Regions from separate parts of the Gossypium hirsutum genome. Here all the other regions are linked to region 2. The links are chromatin contacts, called in public Hi-C maps. All regions are on one chromosome and are shown on one strand. The core of a region is the stretch at or near the end of the contact, and the rest is flanking DNA. Distances in the headings are between cores, read along the strand shown.

Region 1 (3,569 bases), core at 828-3,327, 150 kb before region 2:
TGCAAGTGTTTGAGGTGTTTTTCCTGGTCGTAGGTGAAACCAGAAGCTTTACATGACTTTGAAATGGAAGGTTTTGTGAGAGAGAAAGGGTAGGGAAATGGAAAGGCAGCCATGGAATTGAAGCTCAACTGTAGTTTCAAAAATTTCTGTTGTCCAAGCTAACAAGATTCTACTGGTTTTAGGTATCGGCAATTTGTAGCATAGTATGGAGTATGTATGAAGAAATCCTCGAATTCCTAAAGCTAGAAGTGGCTTATAGGTTTCCAACTCCTAGTCGAAATAGGAGTCCATTCCGCTTATAAATTCTATTACAACAATTGGAATATCTATAATATAGCCCTTTAACAAATGAGGTTTCCTCTTTCTAATCCAATACTTTTAAACCGCCACTGACGTCTTATAAAATAGTATTACGAGCACTAGAAACTTATCTGATTTCTTAAAGCTTTCTTTCTTCTCAAGTTTAAACTTAGTCTGGTTGCTTTAAAGCTCTCTTGTTTCTGAAGTTTTTCTTAATGGCTTCAACCCCATACGAGTATGATATCTTTCACCAGCATACTTTTGAAGACAACATCATCTCACAATCTCGTGATATTGCTTCCCAGTTCATCAATATTGAATTAACCATTGACTTTGATTTCATATCCGTCCACCATGATTTCTCAGCACACATCTCCACCATCACCAACCATACGTCCTTACGAGAAACCTTTCGTTTCGAGCTCGACATTCTGGAAAACTGCTACCTGTTTGACCAAGTTCTGTTTCCCACGTTTAGAAGACTCCGAATCAACACGGCCTCCCTTGCTTATCACAACTTCATTGATGATATTTTTGTACGTGGAATTCGTAGCATAGGATATCGGGAAGTCTTGCCCTTACGATCAGTGATACATGCTTCCGTTGTGGAAAACGATTATGTTCACAGTGACGGGGTTCGATGGGAAGAGCTTTGGCTGAATCGGTATTGGGGTTTGAAAGCAGTAACCATGGTATGGTTCCGGCTAAAGAGTCATTGGTTAAGGAGATGGTAAGGATGGTTAGAGTAGAAGATGGAGAAGAAGAAGATTGCATGATATGCTTGGAGGAGCTGGAGGTTGGGTTTTATGCTTCTCGGATGCCTTGTTCTCATACTTTTCATGGGGATTGCATCGAAAAGTGGCTGAAGCTGAGCCATTATTGTCCTCTTTGCCGGTTCGAGATGCCAACGAATTAGGCTTAGATATCAACTTTTCATTCCGTTTTTCTTAAAAAAACTTTTCGTTCTTTCATTTGTTTCTTACATAACTTTTTAAAATTGAAGCGAGTCTTGCATTATTAATAAATGGAATCATTATATCAATTAATTAATGAGGTAATGGTTCAATCGGAAAAAATGGAGGTACCGAGTATTTAGTATCCAAATTTAAGTGTAAAAATATATATATATATGAGTCTTCAAGTTGGACCATGTTCTTATTAATATTGTTAAGTGATAATTTCAATAGTTCATTTGTTAAATAAATAAATTTTATGTTAAAATTGAATCATTATAACAAATTAACTAATTTGTATTTTATGAAATCAAACAAATTAATAAAGAAAAATATGAGATGAACTAATACACAATATAAACACAATATGAAAAAAATAATTAAAATGTATTTTATGAAAAATGACATGAAAACACAGAAATAATACATTAAACAAAATAAAAATATGCAAAATTAAATCACTATGATAAAATATACAACATATATGAGATTAATTGACACATAGCATGAACCAAATGCAATCATAGATATATTTTTTTAAAGTTTATCACTAACAAATGCAAAAAAATGGAATAAATCGAGATATATGGAATTATTTAAGACGCACTTGCAATCGAAAATGAAAAATTAGATACAACACGAACTTAAAATAAAATAAATGATAAAAGCCAATACAAAAGGTCATTTGGAGGGAAGAGAAAACGTCAATTCTGGAGAATTAATGGATACCAATACCGAAAACGGGAACAATATTAATGAATGTCAGCAAACATTGGAATTGGTAATCAATGAGTCTAAGTCAGAGCATGTTTCCAAGGAATTGAAAAAGGGAACAGCAGTTGAAGCAGATAAAGGATTGGAAAAGGCTTTGAAGGATGTAAGGGATATGGGCCTGGATATTGTAAAGGATACTTTAGAAGACCCAAAAGCTGGAGGAGTTGCTAACGGTTCGAACTTGGGAGTAGGCTGTAGGAAAGTTGGAATTTCTAAATTAGTAGAAAATATAAGTCCAGTGGAAGGTATCATGAACAGTCAGGAAAATGAAACAGTTAGAGGTGAATTTCGGAAGTCAAACTTGGAATTAGAAGAAGAACTGAACCAGATAATTCTTCGCAGGAAAAAAAAAAGGTTTGAACAAGAAGATACGGTCAATGCATGAAATTCAAAACAGTTTCTTAACGTCCAAGGAGAGAAAGAAGAGAGACAGAGCCTTGAATAAGGAAAAAGGAAGGGAGTATCGTAAGGATAATGAGAGGGTTGTAAATTTATCCCTGTCAGATTCGGATTTAAGTAATAGAATGAGGGTGCTTCTTAGGGAAGCGAATAATACTTGGGCAATTGGAAAGAAATTGGGGTTTAGTGTGCAAGGTGATGAAGAAGATGTCATCAAAGAAATTATGAGAGCGGAGCTTCAGTAACATTGTTTTTGAAGCCTCTGCAAGACAGGTGATCTGGCTACAGAGGTAAAATCGGAAGTAGTAAAATCGTTCAGTATTTGGGGTGTGTTAAGGAAGGTGATTTAGGGGATATTTGGTTTTTATGTGCATCAAAGGAGGTTCAAGACTGTAAATTTTATGTAATGTCGATTGAATGGAGAGTATATCTGGTAAATGTAATGGATGATTGTACAGTAATTTGGAAGTTTCAGAGCTGTCAAGAAGAGTGTTAGGGATTGATTTGTCAACGCTGCTTTGGGATGTTTCATGGAATGGTAAGTGTTATCTTGTTGTGGGATTCATAAGAATTTTTTTGTTTGGCAAAATTATAAAGAGGAGATGTGTGAAAATTTAAAAGAAAAAGGGGTTTTAATGTTGTAAAGTGGGTTATTTTTATATGTATAATGCTTGATATGATGGTGTTTTTGTTTTGCTGGAGACTTTTTCGGTGATTTTGTCTGAATGGGTGGTGGATTGTCTTAGTTATTTCAAAGTTGAAGATCATTTTCCTTGGTCTTTTTTCTTGGATGTTTTATGTTCAATATTTGTGGATTTGCTGACGATGATTGAGGTGGAGTTGGCCGGTGATTTGTTGTGTGGGTGGAGGATCGATGTGGACTCGTGTATTGTTTAGGATATTTCTTCTTGGGTTGGTTTCAATTCAATATAGCAGGGGCTGATTGGAGTGTGTTTATGGCTTGTGGAGGAGGGTGGTGGGAAGTTAAGGGGAGGGTTTCGGTTTTTTTTTCTGGATGGTGGTACAGAGGAGGTCCTGGAAAGGACGATTCTAATGGCAATTATAATGGTTGCAGTGAAGTTTGATCTGATTCTGAAGGGGAGTTGTTTGTGATTTTTGAAGGATGCTGTGGCAAGAGGATGA
Region 2 (3,325 bases), core at 741-3,240:
AAACCTGAATAACTGTAACTTCTCATTTATCAAATTGAATGTGTGCGTACAAACACCACCGCAAATGCATGTCCAAAGTATTTAACCTATTGACCAGCATAGCCTGGTACATTTGAATAATGCAGAAGTTGCAAAATTGCAGCACTACATAATCAAATTATATTAACCCCCCCCCCCCGGCCCAGCAAAAAAAAGGCCGACACATTCCTTATGAATCCAGGTTCCTATAGCACAACTTTCTGGTCTGTGACTACATGTGGATCTGAAAGGTCACCATATATGTGTCAATCTAAATAAGCACTGGACACCACATGACAAGGCTAATTATCAAGTTGGAACAAAATGATTGATAAACAAACAAAGCGACAAAGTATTATTACATTCCTAAATAAACAGAAAATACTGCAGACTTACCAACTGAAAAGGACAACTGTCGTAAAGCCTCAATGAATGGCATTGATTCAATGTCACCTGAAGAAACACCCCCATACAAATAAAAAAGAATAAAGCATTTCTCACCCCACAAAAAGAAAAGCAAGAAAGAAAGAATAAAAAAAAAGGGGAATTCTTGACACGTCAAGCTTCTTTTTTTAGCATAATTCATACCAACAGTGCCTCCCAACTCTATCACACAGACATCAGCAGGACCCTCTTTTCCATCCACAGGAATAAGAGCAACTGCCTCGATCCTATCCTTAATAGCATCTGTGATGTGTGGAACAACCTGGGATCCACACAAAAGTGAAAAGGACATGAACTTATTGTTATTTGTTACTTTCTTCATGCATACAAAAGTAGATAGATGATCGGTAATAACAAAAGTCACCTGAACGGTCTTTCCGAGATAATCACCTTTTCGTTCCTTATCAAGGACAGACTGGTACGAAATGCAACAGATTATTAATTTTCACCCACTAATATAACTCCAGTGAAGACTGAACAAATATATTAGCATCTACCCTGAATAAACAGAAATACCTGATAAATCTTTCCAGTAGTAACGTTGTTGTCTTTAGTAAGGGTGACATCTAGGAAACGCTCATAATTACCCAAATCCAAATCGACCTTTTAAAACATTAACATAAACCAATTTAGTCAATATTATACTGCAGTGAGGTCACTTTTTTCTCTTTTTTTGGCAAATACTATAAGTACAAAATACTTCATGCTAGAGACAAAAGAAAGGGGATAGCAAAACCTCTCCACCATCATCAAGAACAAAAACCTCCCCATGTTCAAAAGGCGACATGGTTCCAGCATCCGTGTTGAGATAAGGATCTGCAAGATACAAAGATGAAGGTTAACGAACAGATTAAAGTAAGCATAATCAGGAGGGTTCTCAAATTAAAAATATAAAATAAACCCAGAAAGAAAAAGTTAAGGAACCATAGAGCAAGCAATAGCAATAATAAACAGTGAAAAAGAGTGCAGAATATATAAAAGCTTCCCAAACAAATGCACTAAAAATGTGAACTGTTGGTCGAGAAAAACAAAACCCAGAAACAAGCCCAGAAGCCTGAACCCATACAAAAAATTAAATAAATAACCGAAAATAAGAGAAAAAAAGATTATGGAAAAAAAGGGATTGTAAGGAGGAAAGAAACCAATTTTAATGGAAGTAACACGAAGGCCACAGGCTTGAAGACCAACGCCTATGCTACTGGCGGTGACGCCCTTGCCAAGTCCACTTACGACTCCTCCAGTAATCAAAACGTACTTCATTTCAGTTTTCTTTGAAGAAACAGTGGATTAAGGTGATGGTGAATTGTATTGCAGGCAAAGTGTTTGATTGTTTGAAGATGAAGAAGAAGAAGCGTAAACGACCTTTACTGGAAGTCGCTTTCCAGGTTTTTCAGCCTTTTAAATAAACAAATGGGTCTTTGAAAGCATGAATAACCGAAACCTTTTTAGGGTACCGCACTGCTTTAGTACAAGGTTGGTTTTGGATATACAGTGAATTTCACCAGCTGACATTGAAATTTTTCTCATTAAAATTCTATTACGGGGTATGTCTATACAAACTACATTTATCCAACATACCTATCTACTTAAAATTAACATAATGAAATTTTACTTTAAAAATTATTAAAAAAATAGATCCTTAAAATATTTTCAAATAATATGATTTATCTTAATTACAGAAGAAATTTTTTATAATTTTTTAATCGAATTGATATTTGATTAACCTGTGACACCAACTCAATCAGAAATTTTATTAATACTATAGATAAATGACATTTTTATTAATAATATAAATATAATTGTGATACGTGATATTTAGAATTCATATGTGTACATAAAAATAATATACAAATGTAATTTAGTTGTGTATTTTAAAATAAAATACAAATATAAGATTTCATTGATACAGATGATATGGACTCAAAATTCATCATATATAAATTTTTTTATTAATTTTATTAAAAATATAGAAAGACAAAAGTACCATTGTTCTAATATAAATTGTTTATATTTATAATGGTATTTTCGTTATTTCCTTAATCGAGTTGGTGATTAATTAACCTGTGACACTAACTCAATCAGGAATAAATATAAATATGCAAATAATGTGGTTGGATTTCAAGTTTCATCATGTACAATTTTTTTATTGGTTTTATTAAACATATAAAAAAACAAAAATACTCTCACAATAATATAATTTATTTATACATAGAAGGATATTTTTATATTTTTTAATCAAATCGGAAGTCGGTTGACATATTATTTAATATATCTTTTTAAATATTTTTTTGAAAGACTAACTATTTTAATTAATATGTAATTATCTTATTTTTACTATTTTTAAATGATTAACTAATGAGTTATTATGACCATCAATTGAATTTTATTTCGATACCATCAATTGAATTTTATTTCGATTGGAAAATGATTAAAAGTCTATTTTTTTTACAAAATAAATTATATTATTACGAAAATGTTGTTAAATTATATTTTTATATAAAATTAATAAAAAATTAAACGAAATTTGAACTTAACATCTCATAGTATTTATACATTTAACTTTTTTTTATTTCAATTAAAACTTCATTTAGTTATTACATAAACTTTTGATGAATATAATTTTTATTTTCTTTCATCTATATCAAGAATCTGACATAATCTAATTATAAATAAAATAAATTTTTAAAAACCTTTAAATTGGCATAAATAAAAAGTAATTAAGAAATTGCACATTGGTTATAATATATTAAATTATTAAGCAATAAAATGATAAAGTTTTCTGCAAAAGTTTAAATTTAAAAAAAATATATGAAAAAGGATACAATCTAATTATAATTTATAATATATATATATAAAAGTATGA
Region 3 (3,208 bases), core at 698-3,197, 170 kb before region 2:
CTTCTTTGTATTAAATTGATAGATTTTGAGCTTAGATTTAAAAAAAAAAAGGAGACTAGTTTGTAAAGTGGAAATTATTAAATTTGAACTTAGGGACTAAAATGTGAATATTTTGAAATTAGCATGAAATTACTGTAATTTATTATAATACAAGACTGTAGAAGGATGAATGTCACATCCTGAGTTTGGCGGATCTGAGTTTAAGGCGTAAAGCTGTAAAGTTATTTGATTAGCGTAGTATAATCTGCCACTTACAATTTTCTGGCGTATTGGAATGTGACGTATAGTAACTACTATAGAAGTGTTTGGTGATTAAAGATTTTATGTTTTTCTTATTTTTTATTTTAAATATTTTAAATATACATACAAAAATATATAATATTAAAATTTACACTCATGATATGTATTGAAAAATAAATATTACACATATAAAAATTATATTTACTAAAACTAATGATATTTGTAATAATTATTTGATTTTATGAATAAAAAATATATTAATTAAAAAGATGAATTCAAAATATAAAATTGAAAATTGAAAATAATATATTTATTAATTAAAAATAATTACAAATATGTTTAGAAGATGAGAAATTGAACTTACAAGAGCTAATATGTTAAAAACATTAATTAAAAATAATCAAAAGCTTAAAAAAATGAAATAAAAAATACAAATGTGAGTGGGAAAAGAAAAGAATCGAACTATTAACATTTAAACATCTAACCAAAAATATTAATTATATTTAAAAAGTAAAAAAATGTTATTTAAACAGAAAGTGTGTCGGGTTGGGTGCACTTTCCTGCCACCTATACATAAAGGGCTCAGCTAAACAGGCTTTCACACATTCTCGTTAAAATCGATCTATTTCTCTAAAATTTCAAAAATACGACCTATTTGGCTAATAAACTTTCTTGTGGGGGGCATAAATGGTTAATTTAGCCAACACCCCCATGTCTGACCCGAACATCGGATCAAAACACCGAAATGTTACATTCTCTACTACATTCTTCACTTATCAAATATTTTCTTATAAACTTTCATAACTTTTCAATTTAGTCCATTTTTACCATAAGAATTTATTATTCACTAATTAATCATATTAAACCAATTTTCTTTCTTATTACACTTTAATCACATAATTTATCTCAATATCTTATTTCACATATCAAATTTCTATGTATTCTACTTCTATTATTTCACCCCCATATTTTCTCAAGTTTAACAATTTAGTCATTGTTATCATAAAAATTTCATATTTTTCCACAACTCATTTTTACAATACTTTATGCATATTTCATCATCTCATAACACATTCAATAAGCTTTAATCATAATTTCCATATTCACATATTGAATTGTTTCACACTTAAATTTTTTTTACAATTTTCAATTTAGTCCTTATTTCGATGGAATTTATTTTTCACCATATAAGCACTTTAATCAAATAATTCATTATATTATTTCACATGACAATTTTTCATGCATATCGCTTTACTTGTTTCAATTATAAATTTTATAAAGTTTACAATTTAATCCTTAACATCATGAAGATTCATTATTTACTATAATTTCACCTTAACATTACTTTGTAATCAATTTACTACTTCTTTTAAACTCTTTATCATAAATCTTAAATGCATGTTTGTTTCATTGAAAATAATTTTTATGAAATATTTTCAAAAAATCTGTCAAAATAACATAAAATATTTTCCATAAATTTATCTAAACAATAAATAATATTAATTTTTATAAAAAATTAAAATATTTTTCAAAATCTATTTTGAGTGAAACAATCAAACCTTTTGCCTAAGCTTGTAAAAGAACAATTGTAATTTTGGCTGTAACTAATCTATGAAAAATTATCAACGTTCTTATCCTTCAGAAGTGGGATAACTCCAAATCACGGATACTCCACTCCTCATGTCTATTATCTAATTCCAGCCGCCAAGCATTCGGAGCACTATCCAGGAAAACCTTACCCTTACACTTGCAGAAAACTCAGGTTCTTGCCCCTCTATTTTCCCATGTTCGAATCCAAGGTATACATTTTTCACTCAACTAAACCCATTCTCTCTCTTCTTCTCCTTTTTCTTTTATGGGTCGTTTTTATTTTTATTTTTTATTTCATGCCCAAATGTTTACATTGATTCATAATTCTTGCCTTTCAATTCTGATAATGCCTTGTCCTTTTAAGTTGTTCAAGAATGGGTATCCGTGCCAAGAGCAATTTGGATCGATCAAGGACGAAATGGACACCCGAGATGGACCGATATTTCATCGATCTCATGTTGGAGCAAAACAATGAACGTATTACGTTCTATGATTATGTTTTCAGCAAAACGGCATGGATGAACATGAATTCATCGTTCAACGAGAGGTTCAAGTTCGAATACGAGATGGATGTGCTGAAAAACCGGTACAAAGTACTGAGGAATCTGTACAAAGCTGTTAAGAATCTGTTGAATCAGAAGGGTTTTAACTGGGATTCGACTCGACAAATGGTGATCGCCGAGAACAAAATCTGGGATGAATATATCAAGGTTCAATGCTTTACTTATTTGATGATTTTGAGGGTTTTTTGCATTGCAGGATCTTACGGGTTTGCTTATTTACAGGTAAACCCAGATGTACGTCCTTACAGAGTTAAAACTATTCCTTACTACGATGATCTGGGTATTATATATGGAGATAATTCAGCTAGGAAAACAGGTAATGATTCAATAATTGATACTACTAGGTCTTAAGTTTGGTGGTCCACTTTGAGTGTTGGGTTTGAAAATGAATATGTCCGGACTCTGGACTAGTTCGCATGAATTTGTTCTAAGTTTTTTCATGAATGATCTTTGTGTTTATTTATGGAGATAGGGTAATTTGGAAAAAGGGTTATAATTTTGTCCTTGACACGACTAACGCCGTGTCCGGTTTTGAACTTAGAGTGAGTTTCAGATACGGATATGCATTGACCTTTTATAAGTTTTTTCATTAATGATTTTTGTTTTCTGTATCGAGATAGGATAGTTGGTATAAAGGGTAAAAGTTCTATCCTTCATACTACTAATTCTTTGTCTAGGGCTTTGTTACCCGTACTCAGGGTTGAGTCTTGGATATGAATACGTATATAACACGAGTATGCTCTATTTTCTAAGCTTTTCCATATATGTGGAGGATCATATACCATATCTATATACAAATATTTGTCGGACACAGG

The links. Hi-C and Micro-C count contacts between places; a contact is called where the count stands out from the background.
Region 1: a contact with region 2 is called in a Hi-C map of leaf, with 2.3 times the contacts expected there. The contact joins the enhancer-like site here to the promoter of LOC107949559 in region 2. A contact is called at or near these places in 14 of 34 Hi-C or Micro-C datasets (anther, fibers, hypocotyl and 3 more).
Region 3: a contact with region 2 is called in a Hi-C map of leaf, with 1.6 times the contacts expected there. The contact joins the enhancer-like site here to the promoter of LOC107949559 in region 2. A contact is called at or near these places in 4 of 34 Hi-C or Micro-C datasets (anther, leaf and seedling).

Annotation. Positions count from the first base shown.
Region 1 is chrA08:5,506,504-5,510,072 of Gossypium_hirsutum_v2.1, reverse strand. No RefSeq gene overlaps it. Among protein-coding and RNA genes, the nearest start is that of LOC107949571, 20 kb to the right of the region's middle. Within about 2 kb of position 2,077, at least 4 of the 9 cell types and tissues checked have an H3K27ac peak or open chromatin away from gene starts, as enhancers often do. A contact at or near this core is called in fibers and leaf, where this site is marked.
Region 2 is chrA08:5,359,919-5,363,243 of Gossypium_hirsutum_v2.1, reverse strand. It overlaps LOC107949559 (CTP synthase), which reads right to left and starts at 1,990. Exons shown (of 22, transcript XM_016884265.2): 1 at 1,605-1,990; 2 at 1,199-1,278; 3 at 979-1,065; 4 at 827-877; 5 at 607-724; 6 at 415-471. The coding sequence starts at 1,722.
Region 3 is chrA08:5,532,495-5,535,702 of Gossypium_hirsutum_v2.1, reverse strand. It overlaps the pseudogene LOC107949575. Among protein-coding and RNA genes, the nearest start is that of LOC107949578, 7.2 kb to the left of the region's middle. Within about 2 kb of position 1,947, at least 7 of the 9 cell types and tissues checked have an H3K27ac peak or open chromatin away from gene starts, as enhancers often do. A contact at or near this core is called in leaf, where this site is marked.